Regions from separate parts of the Zea mays genome. Here region 2 is linked to region 1. The links are chromatin contacts, called in public Hi-C maps. All regions are on one chromosome and are shown on one strand. The core of a region is the stretch at or near the end of the contact, and the rest is flanking DNA. Distances in the headings are between cores, read along the strand shown. Region 1 holds the start of LOC100501230 (putative leucine-rich repeat protein kinase family protein). Region 2 holds the start of LOC103645590 (FIP1[V]-like protein).

Evidence for each region. A called contact is a pair of places that touch in the nucleus more often than the background predicts.
Region 2: a contact with region 1 is called in a Hi-C map of ear, with 1.9 times the contacts expected there. The contact joins the promoter of LOC103645590 here to the promoter of LOC100501230 in region 1. A contact is called at or near these places in 2 of 25 Hi-C or Micro-C datasets (ear and tassel).

Annotation. Positions count from the first base shown.
Region 1 is chr1:277,193,892-277,198,663 of Zm-B73-REFERENCE-NAM-5.0, forward strand. It overlaps LOC100501230 (putative leucine-rich repeat protein kinase family protein), which reads right to left and starts at 2,999. Exons shown (of 4, transcript NM_001196007.1): 1 at 1,219-2,999; 2 at 420-548. The coding sequence starts at 2,882.
Region 2 is chr1:277,351,204-277,355,696 of Zm-B73-REFERENCE-NAM-5.0, forward strand. It overlaps LOC103645590 (FIP1[V]-like protein), which reads left to right and starts at 2,435. Exons shown (of 9, transcript XM_020546910.3): 1 at 2,435-3,304. The coding sequence starts at 2,606.

The sequences.
Region 1 (4,772 bases), core at 1,749-4,248:
ATGTCCATTCATGCTAAGATATGGCAAGTGAATTGAAACAGAAGGAAACAGAATGGTTTACAATTACCTAGGCTCTCATGGCTCTACAAGCTCTAGTTTTGTCGCACTTATTGATACCATTTAGATTTTTGCATAGCTATGTCACAGCAGGGTCATCAAGAAACTGACTGGAATAATGCTGACAACACGCTATTTAAATCCACCAAATATTCATTTATTCATCCAAAAAGTATCCATCTAATTCTTGCTATAAAACAGGTAAATACTGATTTCATGGTTAACATTTGAACAAAACTACCGTTAAAACTACATGATCCAATAGTGAATATAATATATGTATGGATTTGCATGCTCCACAAAGGAAGCATTTAGCATGGAAAAGAGACCAAAGCCATGCAGAGATGGTATCTGAAACTTACGAAGAAAATCTTAACAGCTTTGTGATAACATTTTGGTGACCTTCCCCCTCTTGAGGACACACCTCGCTCAAGCTACCAAGGCGTACATCAAATTTATCATCAAGAAGGATGCTGCTGGCTTGCACATCCCTATAGTACAAAACTGACAAAATTAGTCAACGGCAAACCTTTGCATTGATCTAATTTACTGGTCTTGGAAGGAAGCATCTATGCAGTCAGAATCATTCATGTGGCCATATAAAACCGACAAAATGACAAAACAATCAGAAATGATTGCGATCTACTGCATGCCTCACATTAATAACAAAACATGAAAAAAGGTGAAATCAGGGTGATAAAGAACTTCCTGTTATTTTGTATGGTAAAATTGGTGAGTATTTAAATGATATAGACCAGCAGAAACATCTCTGCAAAGATATTAAAGCAAATAACAGCAGTGTCCACATTGAATTTCCAGTACTCAGATAATGCACGGTATATACCGCATCAAGCACAAAATATTAAGTTTCTGAGTCAGCGATTGCTAGCACACATTAGTGTATGTTCAATGTATTCCTAGCTGTCACCAAATCTATGGGGGAAAGCTCATTGCAGTAGCTGCTGAAACCTCTAGTACCAAACTAAAAAAACAATTATCAGAGCACCCATAGTGAAACACACATAGCGGAGACTGACTGTCAACCACTAAATTTCAAGTAATGATACAGATTGAATTTCTATGATAAATCTAAAACTTTATCGTCTTAAACAAAAAAAATGTTAACAGATACAAAGCAAACAAATATTGACAAGTTAATACCTATGAACCATCGGTGGAGAACACTCATGATGCAGATAGCAAAGAGCCTCAGCTACTCCCGTTGCAATCTTCAACCTCTTTATCCAGTCCAAAGATTGCAAGCCTTCATCTTCCTCCCTTGACTTTTTGTGCAGTGCACTTGACAAGTCACCATTTCGGACAAACCTATACACAAGAACCTTTTCTTCTTCTTTATCAAGGCAGTGACCCAGGAAAGGAACCAGCCTTTCATGCAATCCTTTAGCAAACAAATCTAACTCTGCCATATAGGCATCCTTCCGAGCCACGCGCAAAGTGATCCTCTTCACCACCACGGCAGTCCCGTCTTGGAGCACACCATGGTATAGATCACCTGAGTGACCATGCTTGATGAGCCTCTCTTCCCCAAATCCCGATGTGGCATTGGCAATTTGGTCGTAAGCAAATGAATCGCCGACTTTCGCCATGTTTGTGGACAATGCAGAAGGGTGTGTGCCACCAGTAGCTGCAGCTGTGCCGGTAGCTGACACTACCGATGGTGCTGGTGCACTTGGTGATGCCCCACTTTCCCTCTGACCATCCGTCCTCCCTGTTCTCACAGAACACACAAAGCAGAACACAATGGCTGCAACCCCGGCTATCAGCAGGAGGCTTCCACCAATGGCCCCGATCAGTATGTATTTCAGATTCCTGTTCTTCTTCCTTGCCGGTGAAGGTGCAGGCTGTGGTGCGGGTGGGATAACTGGACCATCATATGGCAAGCCACGCTTGGCATAGAACTGCTGACAATCAGCCTGGGTACGCTGTCCCAGAACGTCAAGGAAGCAATTCGATTGAAACGAAACATTGCCACCAGGCCCACCACCACCATCGGACACTCCTAGCTTGCCGTCGAAGTAGTTCCCAGAAATATTGGCCAGCAGCAACTGGGCGAACAGCCGGCGAAAGGTCTCTGGCACGCCGCTATAGAACAAGTTCGACGACAGATCCACCACCTGTGCATTGGCTGGCAGCGCGAACCCTGCCGTGGGCAATGCGCCGGTGAGGTTGTTACGAGAGACGTCCAGAACGCTGAGCCCCGGGAGCGACCAGACCGCGTCAGGCAGGGCGCCCGAAAACGCATTGGACGAGAGGTTGAGGGTCCTGAGCCGCGTTAGCCTCGAGAGCGCGGTGGCCGGGAGTTGACCGGACAGTTGGTTGCCTGCGAAGTTGAGGGTGGTGAGGTTGCCGAGGCCCACGAGCGCGGAGGCCGGGATCTCCCCGGAGACGGCGCAGGCGGAGATGTCGAGGGACTGGAAAGTGGGAGCGAGCCCGTCGCCTAGCCACGCCGGGATGGAGCCGGGGAGCCCGAACCCCGAGGCGTTGAAGGCCTCGAGCCGCGTGAGGTTGCGCAGGCCGTCGACGTCGAAGCGCGGGGACAGGCGGCCCAGCCGCGTGCGCCGCAGCCCGGCGAGGTTGAGCGAGACGACGCGGCCGGCGCGGCAGCCCACGCCCGCCCACGCCGTGCACGGGTCCGCACGCCGCGGCCAGTCCCGCGCCCTCAGGCCGAGCGAGCCCCGCAGCGCGTACAGCCCAGCGAGATCCGACCGCGACGTCAGGTTCCCCTGCGCCAGCACCGCCCAGGGCGCCGCCGCCAGGGCGACGAGCAGCAGCGCCCAGAGCCCGCGCGCTCGATCGCGCATCATCGCCTCGAGCGCCTCCTCCTGCCGCCGCCGCCGCCGCCGCCGTGGCCCATGTCCACTCCGCGTTACAGGTGTCGATGGGGTTGGCGAGGAGGCCGAAGCGCTGGAATTCGGAGGGAAATTAAACGCAATAAAGGCGGGGGTGCAGAGGCCGAGCTACGCAGGTAAACTACAGGGCGCCACCACCAGAGAGGCCTCCTCCCTTGGGGGGTCTCTCACCACCCCGCCATTAATGCCCAAAGTTACACTCCTCCAACTGCCTCCCAATTATTACTCCTCCACTTCCCCCCTGCTCCGGTTCGAAACCAGCACGAGCAGCACCCAAATTCCGCACCTCTCGAGCTCGCCCGCGGCCACGGTGGCGCCGGAGAGCACAGCGCTAGCAGCAGACGCGACGGCTGCGGCGACGGGGCGGCCGGAGCTGGGGAAGAGAGAAAGAGAGAGAGAGGAGTGGGGAGGAGAGGAGAGGAGAGGAGACGAAATGGAGGAGGCAGAACCGCAGAGGGACGAAGCCGATGCTTGTATCGCGGAAGCTGTTAGTGTTTTTTGAAATTCTCGGGGCTTTGAATGGAAGGGTTGGTTTTGCTTCCTTCTTCTGCGCTGTCCGCGATTTGTTGCCACGTTTGGTTTGTTTTTCAGCAGCCAGAGGCCGGATCCCGCTGGGTGTTTGGGTTTCTGAGATCTGACGGCGCCCGCGTTGTTGTGGTTCTGGTTCTGGTTCTGGGTCGAGCCGTGCCAGCGGTGTGGTGGTGCGCACAGATGCAGCTGTGACAGAGTCATGAGATGAACTGGTGCGCGTTGGGTTGGTCGGGTGGGTGCGTGCGTTTAGTGGCCGGTTCCGGGGGGCTTGATGGGGTTTTCGATGGGATGGATGAGCATAGCGGACTGGGAGGATTGGGTCAACGAGGCTTCTGCTTTTGTTGTGTTCGAGTCAACGGGATCTGCGGCTGCGATGCGAGCGGCTGGCGTGGCACGGCGCGGCCTGCCGGGTCGTGGCCTCGTGGTCGTGGGCGTGGCTCGCGGGCGCCCGCCGGCCGGTGGATTATGGTTCCTTTTTTTTCCAGAAAATTAAATATATACATTAAAAGCTCATGAGTAAAAATGAGCATCGAAAGATTCAGTTTTACAAAAAAAACCATCGAAAAGCTACTTTGTTACAGTGATTCATCGTTAAATGAAACTGAGAAAGAATTGGACAGTCTTATAAAACTTCGATAGCATCTATTCCTGCCTAAATATCTCAGGTTCTCAATTTTAACAGTAACTTAAGAGAAATGGTAGAAATATATAACAAAGCGGAGTTTCGAAAGTATTTTTAACCTAAATATTTCAACGCTATTTTTTTAAAAAAAAACTTAGATGTTTTAATGCACAGATCTATTGTTTTTACCCCTTTTTTCCTCTCTGGACCTTGCCCCTGCCCAGTCCGATCTACCTCATGGGTACAGCGACATTGGAATCTGACGCACGGTAACACACGGAACGGTGCAAATGTTACAGGCTGTAGAATGTGCGTGATTCTTTCTGTGTTCGTCCACCGTTTTTGGACTTTTCACTGCCTGCCGAATTAGCAGCACGTGACTACTATTTTCTTCCTGAGTACGTGAGTAGTACTAGTGTCGATGATGGCTAACCATTTTCTGGAGCATTAAACTGGCTACTAGATCTAAGCGTCCACTAGGCCGCGGGCTGTATTTAGTTGCGGTGATTTGGCGATCTACGGGGCTGTGTTTGCGTGTGCTCCGGGTAAAATTGGCTGGTAAAACATATCGCATTAGCAATTCCCTTTTCTAGGAAGATCGCTGCATACACCGAGCAGATCCAAGCGTTCTGATGAGCCGGAACACCCTGCAGAATCTCTAGTAGCTGTATTTGGTTGGAAGGAATCATGCA
Region 2 (4,493 bases), core at 1,185-3,684, 160 kb after region 1:
AGGTTTATATCATTTAAGCAGATCTGAAACCATCTGATGTATAAATGTGTATACTAGCCTCCTGGGACTAGTATTTGTATCACATTTGAGTCCAAGAGGATTGTGACGTTTCAGCTCCTCCCCTAGTACAGTGGTCTCGTCGTTGAAGATGGGAGCATCCTCTACTCTTCCCTAGATAAAGAGGACATCCAGGAAGAAAGAGCTTGGGGCTGTGTCCCGCGTTCCGACCGTCTCCCATGTGAGCGGAGCGGCCGGGACAATCGTCGATCTTGTTTCCGCGGCCATGTTGGTACTGGGGCTATCCACTCTTTTTTGTCCATTAATCAAGGTCCACACCCGGGTAGGTGATGTGGGCAGAGGAGTCCGCCACGACAAGGGTGCAACCTCAGTCAGTCGAGCCACATGTGTTGTTATGGCCCTAGGCCCGCCCTATGCGGACGCAATCCTACGTGGTGCGAAAGTTGGTTGAGGTCTTCGTGCCTTGGAGTTCATCGGAGCAGTTATTGCTGAAGTCAGGCAGGGCGAGCCTTCCTCCGCAATTGGTACCATTAGAGAAGATCTTTTCTCAGATGGATCTGCAATGCGGTGCAAGACACCTTCTTGATCCGCGATGTAGGAGACGGATCCAAAGCGAAACACCTCCCCGACGTTGAAGGTGATCGGGGTGTTAAAGATGATAGCCATGGAGTCATCGTTGATCAACGTCGCATCCCCTACTTGGCATGCCAACTGTCGTTGTTTATGACCTGACTGCGGACCACGGGGTTCCCCACGTGATGCTTTTGAGCAGGACGACGCCGTTGACTGCGACTCGATGGTCTGAGGATGCATGCCATACCACACAAGGGTTTATATAGGTTCAGACCGCTAGAATGCGTAACACCCTACTTCCCGTCGACGCGAAGTATTGGAGTTTCACCGGTGTACATGGGTTACAGATGAACTGTGGGTAGTGGAGGGTGACTTCTCCTGTCGATCTAGTGGTGGTGTGGTTGCTATGAGAAGGCTAATGAGCTATGAAGTGGTGCTGGGACATGACGAGATGAGATGAGATGCGATCATAGGGGCATCCCCTCGATCTTATATAGATATCCATAGGGTTATCCATTTATAAGTCGTGATCGCTATCTAACTCTACCTGAATCCTCTTTTAACGCATCATGCATTCTTGCTCATTAGTCGCTCTTCATTCGAGTTATCGCAGAGTATCTAGCCCTTCAGGTGTGCGCAACCTCTTCGCGAGACATCAACGCTCCTGCTGCACATAATTCGGTTGTCCGATCTTCGGGCCTGTTTGGTTTAGCTTTTTTCTGACCAGCTTTTCCGAGAATCTAGCTGTGGGGAGAATCTGGCTGTGTAGAGAATCTGAGTATCATTAGGATTACGTGCGGAGGAAGATAAAGTTGTCCATGGGGCTCAGGATCTATAAAGTGACGGATTACTACTATTGCGGCGACTCAACCGATTATATGTTTATGTTGATTTTGAATAGTTTTTAACCAAACAAATTTTATAAAAGCTGGCTGAGAAGCTGAGTGTTTGGCAGTCTGCAGCAGCTTTTGGTGGCCAGAAGCTGTGAAAAGCCGAAACAAACAGGGGCTTCGTCTCCCTAGGTCGAGCTCATCTGGCCTGGTTGCGACCCGAGGGCATGTCTTGCTAGGCAAACCATCGGGAGGCCCATCAGACGGCCCATGAGGCGTTTCTACGCTCATAAGGACCCGACATATATCTATCTCCCGCAGCTACCTACATCAAGAACCTCACAACACAAATGAGACCATTCACGAACCACATTGTCGTCGAGGTCACGCTAACCACTTATTGGTTGTTGGCAAAGAATTTATGAGATATTGAAGTCGATGATAATATATGTATTGTTTGTTTCCATGTAATCATTATACACTAAAATTTGTTGAATAGTTTATATGATGTCGTAATGCAAATACATTGTACTAATAAAAGATCAACGAGTTTGGGAAGTCTTGAAGATGCTCTTGGCGTCTGTCAAGGATGAGGCAAACAAACCAGAGCTGAAACGACCCAATGATCCTTGTCAAGGGCCTAAGGTCCTCTTTATGACCTCTAAAGGACTAGAGCTAATGGTTATGCTAAGTTTAAGGCTCCTCTTTGGCAGGGTTTTCGCTCTGGCTCCTTAGTTTTTTCTGGAGGAGCTAGAGCCGTTTTGCAATTTGTTTGACAAAACAACTTATCTTGTGTTTCTTTTTTGAATGTATGAGGAAAACGTAGGTAGAAACCATATTTTTGGTGCTTTGGCTCCTAACAAGAAAACGACTCCGACTATTATCGGGTTCTCGACGATATTATCGGGTTCTCGATGAGAAGCCGATTTTATGGTTGTTTAGTAGGATTTCACGATAAATCCGAGCTAGAGTCGTCCAAATAGCCGTGCGAAAGGGGCTGTGTAAACATCTAGCTAACTATAACAATTGATTTATTAGCTGACTATTAGTAACTCGGAATAGTACCTAATAAGCAGCTCCGTAGCGCACACTCCACGACTCGGCCTCCTCTTCCTCGCACTATTCCGCCGCCGCCGCCGCCGCCTACAATCCTCCACCTCCCCGGGTCCCGCCGCCGCGCCGCGATGGAGGAAGACGACGAGTTCGGCGACCTCTACACCGACATCCTCATCCCCACTCAGCCCCCCACATCCACGTCCGCGTTATCCAACCCTGTTCCAGTCGAAACCCTACCCCGTCCGCCTCCAAACCCTAATCCTAGCCCTGTGGCGGCGGCGGCGGCGGCGGGGGTGGAGGAAGACGACGACTGGATCCTAGGAGGGAGCGACCCCATACCCGGGGTCGACCCGACCGGCGACTGGGCCGACGAGGACGACGACGAAGGCGACCCTGCGCCGCCCGTGAAGCTGCCCGCCGCTGATAATGATCTCGATCCGCTCATGGGGGGTGGTGCGGAGGATTCCGGGCCAGCCATCCCTGGGCTCTCGTCGTCGGCGGCAGCTGGTGCGGCCGGGAGCGACCAATGGGACAGCGATAGCGAGGACGACATCCAGATCGTGCTCAACGAGACAGATGGACGCCGGGGGCTCGGGGATGATGAAGGAGACGACGAAGACGGTGAGGACCTCGTCATCGTCGCCGACGGACCACACATCACCGGGATCGACGAGCAGGATTGGGGAGAGGACCCAGTAGCGGCAGGGGCAGAAGGAGAGCGAAAGGACGGAGGTGATCCTGGTAAGACGGCCGCGGCACCTGGTGGAAGGATCGGGTACAGTGGCGGCGGCCAAGGGTTCCATCAACAGCACCATTCCATGTTCAAGGTCAGTTATTTGGGCCAAGAAGCCGTACGATGCACTCTGGCCACCCCTACAGAGGGAGACGTCGTAAACCCGGTTGCGACTCGCTATCCTTTAGTTGTACTGTGTTACTTTGTGGAAATTTCCTGTCAAGTTTAGTTTCTTTTTACAACCCGGTGCGGACCATTCCCGATGTAACTGTAAATGCATTATTAACATGGTCTATAAAGGAAGAAAGGAAGAAATGAAGAAAATTTCAATGACATTGCATTTTCTATTGGTATTGGATGCCTCTATATAGCATCTTCAAACGTCCATTCCTTGGAGCGGGTTATCTCCATGCTGGAGTAGCATTCACGATGGTAATGTTGAGGCTGATTGATTTCACAGGACAGTAACGGAATTTCATTCTGCAGTACAAAGCTGACCGGTTTTGAAGAATGATGCATTGATGCCACCATTTCACCTGTACAGAGGTGTGCAGCTGGTTCAATTCACTAATATCCTTTGCGGTCTAATAAGAGATATGGGCACATAGTAATTGACATTATCCAGCTCAAAGTGCACTACAATGCTTCTTAAGGGTCCGTTTGGTCAGCTTTTTAAGGGTTCGTTTGGTTCAGCTTTTTAAGGTTTTGGAATGGTCTATTTGGTTAAGCTTTCTGACTCGAGATTCACTGTAAAAAATCTGAAAAATCTCAACCAAAGTGGTACATCATTTGGATAGATTCTTGAAAATGTAGTCCTCTAGTTCAATCCAAAATATCTTTCTATCCTAGATTTTCTAGATTCCTGTTGTCCAAAATTTCCAAAATATTATCCAATTGGCACTGTTTATCGGATCAAATCATTTTATTTTCTATTCGGAGGCTCCACCCGACTCGTCGCCTGACTCCCACTCAACGACACCTCCTAGCGGTGGCTAAAGTTGCCACTGCCTCCCGCCCGACTTCAGTGGTTGATGACATGGTTTAGCTGTTCCTAAACCATTGCATCTCTTCCCTGTTGACCCTTTAACATTGTTCATTGCCCAATACCCATGTTGTTTGTCTGCATCTGATCTTGGCCCCTTCAGCATCTCTCTAGCCCCACTTTGATGTTTGGTTACTGCGAGGCTCAATCCTCATGGAAGACGTTGATGCAACACCTATCGCTTTAGCTGTTGCCATCGTCATACACGCTGCTCATGTAGGGCGCTGTGCATGCGTTGGAC